Regions from separate parts of the Mus musculus genome. Here all the other regions are linked to region 1. A link is a contact called in public promoter capture Hi-C data. All regions are on one chromosome and are shown on one strand. Each heading gives the region's core, a stretch centred on a gene start, on an enhancer-like site or on the middle of the called end of the contact. The rest is flanking DNA. Distances are from core to core; before and after follow the strand shown.

Region 1 (2,752 bases), core at 102-2,601:
TGAATGCTTCCGTCAATAACACCCATTCCCCTTCCCACAGAACTGCTTGCTCCCAATCCGCCATCTGGGGTTGGAATGGGCCTCCTCACAGCACCAAACTCAGAACCACTTTTGATCCCAAAGGCCGTGAGCTATTAGAAACTGTCGCTTCCCTACGCATGGCTTGGGAGCGAACAGCACCCTACACCCCACCCCACAACGCCAGGGAGGAAAAGAAAAACCCACAGTGGGGCGGAGAGCAGAAACTAGGCCTAGTTTCTGCTGGAGAAATAAACCCCGTTTTTGTTTTTTTGTTTTTGTTTTTTGCAATTGGGAGCAGGCGCATTTCCTGCCCTTGCTCTGATCCTAAGTGTCCATGAACCTGCACTGCACTTTATTCTCTCCCGGAATCCTTAAGGCGGACCGAAAATCCAATTCGCTTCTTTCCCCATCTATTCATTCCTAAAACCTCTAGCATTGTTAAAGAAGATAACCCAGATCCAGAAGTGGGAAGTGAAGCAAGGGCCAATGCTGGGATCCTGTCCTGAGATCTTAAGCTGCTGATGCACGAACAAAATCCCCTTGTGGTCTAGAGTAAAGTTTGAACCTGCAGCAAGGGCACGGACCCGGCCCGGCCCGGCGGACCTGGGCTACTGGGCAGGCCTATGGAGGTGACACTCCCTTGTTCTCCAGCAGCTGGGGGAGGTGGCTCCGGGCCGGGCAGGCCTGCACCCGGAGAGCTGGGTGAGGGGAGCCCCAGGGCCCGGGAGGCTGGAGGCCTGGCCCGCAGCAGCACCCCAGCCGTGCCGAGCCTGCCCCCCTTCTCCCTCCTACCCTTGAGTCCCGTTCCCCCCCAGCCCGAACCCGCCAGTAGACGTTGGGGGGTGGCGACAGGGGGGTCTCGGCTACTGACCACACATTTCTTGCCGAGGAAGGAGAAGAGAGACTCGTTCTCTTGCGGGGTGAGCAGCAGGGAGCCCACGTTGGTGACCCTCCGCGGGGGCTGCTGGCCCGAGCTCATGGTGTCGCCGGTGGGGTGGAGCGTCCAGGGTCGTCACTTCTGGCGGCGGGCGAGCACTCGGGTCCCACTCTGGGTGACAGGGGCGCGAGCCGGCGGTCACAGCCGCAGCATCCCGTCGTCGCTCCTCCGGCGCGCGGAGGCCGAGGGAAGGAGATGACGGCGGGCGCCCTCGGGCCGCGCGCCGACAGGGAAGCTCCGGGCTCCCGCCCTGCTCAGCTCCGGCTGGATGGTCGTTGTCCTAGCACTCCGGCGGCTGCGCTAAACTCCCTACTCCTCCAGTCCTCTGGCGGCGGCGGCGGCAGCGGCGGCGGCGGCAGCCGCACAATCCAACATGGCAGCGGGGGCGGGCGAGACCACGGGACGCGGGACGCGGGGGAGAGCGCCGGAAACTCGGCAAGGCGGGACACCCCCTCGGTTGCTGCGTGCCGGGGCGTGTCCTACCCAGGCCCCGCCCCTTCCGGAAGCGGCAAGGCTCATCCCGGTTGAGGTCTTGTTGCAGGCTAGTCGCCCCCACCAATGACCACCGCGCGCGTGCGCAGACTCAGAGCGAGGCAGGGCTGGCGGGTCTCCTACACTGACTGCCGAGCCGGACGCCCCCTTGCAGCAGCGCCCACCTTTGCGGAGCGTCGGGTCCGCGTAGCCAGTGTTTGTTAGGCATCGAAGCGAGACTCTCAGGCCGCCTGTCAGGGAGATCTAGTTTAGCTGGAGAGAAAGGTCGGCCGGCGTAGTTTCGGTCAGAGCCGCAGGTGCCTCGGGTTTCTGGATCTTAGTCCCGGCCGCCAACGGGGCGTGGAGGGACATTGCTAAGATCAGGATAGACATCTTCAGAGATGTCAAAAACAGAATCGCAAAAGGCGTCCACCACCCGCCTGGCGGATCTCGTGGGATAGGTGTGTGTAGTTTTTTCCTTGCCTTGTGAATTGGAAACTACCCCTCTCAATCTTTCTCTATCTCAAGTTGGAAGCACCTTGTCTCTTTAATTCAGGATGAATGCACGCGTTTGGGAATGTCGTGTAGGAATACACCTTACCTCTTTTTTCCTTACGAGTTAATTTCATGGCTCTGTATTCTAGGTGCAGGGACCTAGGGCCTGGTGCATACTCAGCCAGCTGAGCAATATTCCCAGCAGAAGTAAATAATGAGAATTCATTACTGTGTTTCATAATATTAAAGGTTAGTATAAAATCATTGGTTGAAAACTAAAAAGCTTTAATTTAAAAAAATTGGAATATAGAGATGATAAACCAGATTACAGCGAATTCTATAAAATGTACATCCTACTATTAACATTAATCATACAACGTATCACATAAGTTGTACTAACGATGTTTGCTAATTACCTAGTTCTAATTAAACAGTTGCATATTCAACTTTTATGACAAACTCTGGTAAATTTCTGATAGCTCTCAATACATTGATAAACTATTACCGACGAACTGAAAACAAAGCTGTAAAGCTGCCTATAATGCACATAATGAAATTGGGTGATGAAGAGCAAGCCTACAACAGAGGATGTGCGAATATACTCTTAGGAGTTCTCACATAGTATATGGATATCTCAAATTATGTTAATGTTAACGGAAAAGATAATCTTTAAAAGTGGCAAAACTTTTTAAAATAGTAGGTTTGTGAAAGGCACCATTTGAAGTACAAGAAATGTTTGAACCGTGGGGCTAAGAAACCTGGAAGATGAGTCAGTTTATGATTTGTTAAAAATGCACCTCTTATCAACTGAAAGCATGGTGACAGCCA
Region 2 (2,752 bases), core at 164-2,663, 3.8 Mb after region 1:
ATATGGACTTTGTAGGCTTGTCTTAAGGACTAACATATTCTTCAGGGAAAAAGTATTTAACAGGCAGTGTATACTGTGCATGTTCATGCTCCACGTAATTTGGTTGTTAGGACTGACTAGTAGGATCAATGGTTGTGTAGAAATAGAAAATTAGTACAAGCAAAAGAGAATTAACTGGCTGAGTAGGGGGGAAAGGACAGTAACTATGATCAGAAAATGAGATGTTTGGAATTAGTTTCAACTGCTTCAACTATCCTGGAGAGAGTGGCTACACTGTTGCAAAGGTCAAATTCACTAAAGATGAGGTCTTAGAGCTGAGCTACCAGTGTACTGGGCAACCCCTCAAAATTGTTTTATATATGTGTGTGTGTGTGTGTGTATCTATCTATAAAGATCCGTTTTCTCTTTTGAATAGGGTGAATTCGTGGTACAGACTTGGCTTTGGAGCTATAGGAAGATGCTGACCCCAAAACTTGACCCTGATTTGAGACATGCGTGACTACTCAAACTTCTTAAAACAGGCTATAGTGGAAGTAGTGTCTTTAGCGTAGGTCCAGGTTTTATTATTAAATAATACATACAAGAACCTGTGCTCTAAAACGGGGCACTCCAAGACCATAAATTCTCCCTGAATATCCACTTGAATATGGCTTTCCTGATCCACCTCGAGCTGAGATTAGCAGTGAGTTAGGACTGTCTCCCGCTCAGCCCTGGGATGGCAAATCCCAAGGTTTTTCCTAACCTCAGTTGGAGCAGGAGGGAAGGAGCCGAAAAACGAGGCTATTCTCAGTGTGCAGGACGAGTCATCCTCTAAGAGATGCTTATTGCTTCCATCAACAAACATGAGCGGAACTCACAAGCACTAAACCCCAGTGATACTCCGGACCACCGGGAGATTCGCGGCCACATTCCGGGTCAAGACTAACATCAGCAGGTTACCCAATGGCGGCGACTTTCAAAAGTTTCCTCTGCTTTGCGGAGGTGAAACGTCAGAACTCTGAGAGCAGTAAGGTTCCTTTGGGACGGCCCCAGGCCCTTGTCGTCCAGTTCCGGTGTCCAGCTCCGTACACGTGGGCGCTTTGCCGCTTGAGGGGCGGGGCAGGAGCAGAACCTCCGCTGGAGGGCGAGGCCCGCCCCGCCTTCGGGGCTCCCATGGCTCCCCGCGCACCACTGCCAGATGCTGACGTGTCCTTTCCTTCCCACTACACCTCCCGACACCACCTTCTCAAGACTTCCCCGGAAGTCCCGCCTCAAAACCATCCCGTCACCGCAAATCAGCTCTTTCAGCGCTTCCTGGAGCTCCGCACCCGTTTTGGGACCAAAGGGCGGAGCTTCATAAAGAGAGTGCCTATTGGCTTGAGTTCCAGCGGGTTCTGGACGCTAATTGGCTAGAGGGCGGTGGCGCTCTGGCACGCTTGCGCGGCGAGTAGAACGTGTGGCGGCGGCGGAGATCGCGTCTCCTCTTTTGCTCCCAGTCCCGCTGGTGTTCTAGTGTGCGCCTGGCGCTTCTGTCCAGCCCACCGACGGTAGCCTGTCGCCTGCCTGCTCCTTGTCGCTGCAAGCGCCGACACCCACCCTGACACTTCCAGTCCGGCCGGCCGCCCCACTCGCTGCCTTTCCAGCTCCACACATGGCCTCCTCCGCGCAGAGCAGCGGCTCCTCCGGGGGACCCGCGGTCCCCACCGTGCAGCGGGGCATCGTCAAGATGGTGAGAGCGGGACCCTGGACCCGGACCCCTCTGCTGCTTTGGAGCAGGAGCCAGGCATTGACTTCCTTCTCTCCCGTCAGCCTGCATGGTCTCAGTTTGCTTTTCCTCTGCCCCTTCCTCACTCTCCACCTACTCTCCGAATCTTCACCAGGCAGAACCCGAGAACGAACTTATCTTGACTTTTGCCTCCCGGGCAACCTGTCCATGATTCGCTCGCTGTGATTTTCGTGGGTCGCGGCTTTCGGAGCCCCTACCTGTTTACCAGAAGCAGGTCTATTACCGGTTCATTAACGGAGATAGTTCACGGATAGTTACTCCCATCCCCCTCTTTCTGTCCATTTTGACATATGCCGATTAGTTCGCAGTTTCTCTAGATCCGGACATCTTTTCCTGGAACCCCGGGAGTGCTTGGCTGTCACGAAGCTTGTCTCTGTCCACTGACTCACTTATTCACCCAAAGTTTTCTCAACTCTTTCCCCCTTTTATCTCAATGTCTAGTTTCTAGGCCTGGAAGCTCCTGATTTTCGTGTATTTTTAAATTAAAAATTTAGCCTGGCAGGGATCTTATACTAAGTAGCATTTCTTCACTTCTTAAGGACAAGGAGCCTGTTTTTAAAGAGAGTAACTAACTTGCCTTAAGGGCACATGGCGGTTTGGAGTGGAGCCAATAATAAGAGTCCAGGTGTTCTGATTCCCTGTGTAGGGTTCTTATTATAGATCCTGCTCACTTACCTTTGCTTTCTTTATTCGGAATTTTGAATTCCATCACCTCCACTTCCACACTAATTTTGTAGCATAAGTTCTGTTCTATTTCTTATATTGTTTCTCCTTTTTTTCCTCCCACATCTTGAGGTCTGACATTTCTCGTTTGTTAACAGATTTTTCTGTTTAAGATGGCTGTGATCTTTTCGATTGCTTTTCATATTGTAACTCCAACGACTTTTCTCTCCAGAGTGGAAGACAGTTTCCCCAGAGAGCCAGTTTTTGAAACTTTTTTTGTTTTTGCTGTCCCTGTTGTCTTTCTCAGGATTAATATACTCTGCA
Region 3 (2,752 bases), core at 174-2,673, 3.6 Mb after region 1:
AAACAAACGGCACATTCTGGGGAGATTCATGCAAAGAAACAGTAGGTCTAAAAGTGAAGGACTGAGACGACCATAGGAAAAAACACCAATTTAGGATTTGCAATAATGTCTTGGAAATTGAACAGGTTGGTTGGTTTCATGATTTCTTCTTAAACGAAATCCGTTGTTACAGTCTGGCTAGAGCAAGACAGAAGTTACCTATACCCAGGGTTGGATATTTTTTTGCTAGAAAAATAATTTCGAAGAAACTGAGGTTTGAGAGTGCTGAGAGAATTTGCATTTCGAGGCATGATTACGATAATAGACTGTAGAATCTGGGCTAGTCAAGGAAATAGAGCCAAGACATGGCCTACTCAACAGTAGAAAAATGAGGTCAGCAAACAACTCAGGATAGGAAGGTGGTGGTCAGAGACTGGAATGTCTGATGTGTCAGTTCAGATCCTAGCAGCAGACACCAAGACAAAGGTCACTGTGCAGCAGTTGTGTTGAGGGGACACCTGAGAAAGACAAAAGAAAGCAAGAGGAGAGCAGAGATCTTGAAGAAGCCATAACGCAGGTCTGACATACCTAGGAAAGGCTAGAGGGGATACAGACTGAAGCCGGGAGTTCTAAGGAAGCTGTGGCCAGGAGTTGAAGGGTCCCCAATAGCTCACTGAGGGACCATGAATGTCACATGATTGGGCCATCACGACTTTAACTGTGACCAGTCACTGGGAATAGCCCAAGAGAAGTAAGACATCCATGTATAGCCTGGGACAGAGGGCCTGGGAAAAAAAGAGGGGCTAAGCCAACAAGCCTTCCCGGAGCAGCTATGGAAAGGCACGGTCCTGTGGTCACCGGCGACAATATTCTAGAGAGGATCCCGTTTCTAAGGATGGTGAGTTTAGGATGACGAGTCCTTGGAAACAAGGACTAATTCCACAGGGAGCAATGGCTATTGGCGATAAAGTTACAGGAAGGGGAAAGCCTGACGCTTGAGTTCAATTATAGATGTGCATGATACAACTCTGGGTTGTATCATGAATTTGGACCATTAGAATCTTCTGGCAGATGGGAGTGGGAGGTGGAGCTTGATGAGAGCTTAATGAAGAAAACGATGCTGGCTTTGAAGAACTAATAATGGAAAGAATCTGAAAGGGAACAGAGAGTAGTTACAAGAAATAGGGAAACGGAATCATGTGCGGTGAGGTTTTTAAAGAAGCCGGGGATTTTGCAGGCGGGCTGAAGAAACGCATCGCACGGAGCAAGGAGTGGCCCGGCGTCCCGCGTGGCAGAGCAGGCTGCGGCAGCAGCGGGGGGCGAGCTGAGGCGCTCCGACCAGCGACGACGACGCCGAGGCGGCCGTGGATGCAGACGACCTGGGCGCCCGAGGTACGGCGGTGCGCGCGGCCGCGGGAGCGCGCGGCGGCGTCACGGGGCGGCTGACCTGCCGAGGGCGCGCGCCGCGTGCTGGCGCTCCCTGGCGGCGCCGCGGAGCTTGGCGCGGCAGCTGGAGGCGGCCTGGCGCGTGGTGACGGCGCCCGCGGGCGGACGCAGGATGGCGGCGCTGCGGGGCGACGGCTTCGCCAGGCTTCGGCCCGCACGGGCGCAGCGAACCCCAGGGAAGAAAGACAAAGACACGCCGGTTAGCAACGGGCGGGAACCGCGCAGCCCGGGGCCGAGGCGCCGCGTCCCCACCCCGCACCCTTCAGGTAAAGCTGCGCCCAGGAGCCCGGCACCCCGCGGCACTCCACAACAGGCAGGGTTGCAGGCATCAAACCCCAGGTAGCTGATAACCCCTGACCCAGAAAGTCTTTTAAAAAATGTTCCCTTAAAGCATAACTACAAAATTTCAAAGAGTGTCCACTGCAACATAATAGAAAATGGGGAAAGAAGAGGAAGAAAAATTGGAAAATGTTCATCTCCAAACATAAAGTATCATAATCTTATAGCACAAACTAACTTGCTAATAAGATGTTGTGAAATACAGTCCAACAATATGAAAAAGCAGTCGAGGAAAAATTCCATTTCACCAGCATTTGCAGGGTATGAGGGTATGTATGTACTTCAGTATTCAGAGAACACAAATTTAAACGTGATGGAGAAAAACCACAACAGTGTGTTGTTACCTTTCGGTACTTCAGATAGTCTTTATTTTCATTTTATTTGTAATTTCCAAATTTACACAATAAATGTATTTTACTATTAGAATAAAAAGTTAATGACTTTTTACTTTCGTCCCACTTATGAATTTATAAAGCTAATGTTTTCTAGGGTAGCAGAGGGGTAGGCATAAAGAGCTTTTAAGGAATGGGTTCGACGACATGGCTTGTCTTTACTCTAAGCGCTGTATAAATCACAATATTTCAGAGTATTTTGTCCCGTAAACTTTTAACAGTGAATCAAAAGCACTGTCTTTTATAAAATTATACTTCATCTTATTCAACTCATTTTTACTTGAGGAAAATAAAAGTTTTCTGGTCTTTTTGCAAAGTTAATTTCAACTTATAATTAATATGGACTTGGGAGCACGGTATACTAAAAAACAGAAAAACCTCCCATGCTTTTGGAGCAGACATTTTAGTGAACGCCAGTGTTTCAGTTTCTGTAATGGTTTCTACTGAAAGCACTCAAACTGAGAAAGAATAAAGGAACTATTAGCTAAATATGGATCTTTTAGTTATAATGCATTTTATAACTAAATGAGCAAATGACTAAATGGAATAATTTTGCTAAATTATTCCAGGAATCTGCACATGGGATAATAACATAG

What was found. Promoter capture Hi-C pulls out the DNA fragments that hold promoters and counts their contacts.
Region 2: a contact with region 1 is called in a promoter capture Hi-C map of pre-B cells. The contact joins the promoter of Snd1 here to the promoter of Wasl in region 1. A contact is called at or near these places in 1 of 39 promoter capture datasets (pre-B cells) and 1 of 484 Hi-C or Micro-C datasets (Sertoli cells).
Region 3: a promoter capture Hi-C map of pre-B cells shows a contact between it and region 1. The contact joins the promoter of 6530409C15Rik here to the promoter of Wasl in region 1. A contact is called at or near these places in 2 of 39 promoter capture datasets (cranial neural crest and pre-B cells).

What each region holds. Positions count from the first base shown.
Region 1 is chr6:24,663,644-24,666,395 of GRCm38.p6, forward strand. It overlaps Wasl (WASP like actin nucleation promoting factor), which reads right to left and starts at 1,352. Exons shown (of 11, transcript NM_028459.2): 1 at 893-1,352. The coding sequence starts at 1,000.
Region 2 is chr6:28,478,935-28,481,686 of GRCm38.p6, forward strand. Snd1 (staphylococcal nuclease and tudor domain containing 1) reads left to right here and starts at 1,414. Exons shown (of 24, transcript NM_019776.2): 1 at 1,414-1,708. The coding sequence starts at 1,631.
Region 3 is chr6:28,214,076-28,216,827 of GRCm38.p6, forward strand. 6530409C15Rik (RIKEN cDNA 6530409C15 gene) reads left to right here and starts at 1,424. Exons shown (of 4, transcript NR_165173.1): 1 at 1,424-1,691. It also overlaps a transcript of Zfp800 not described here.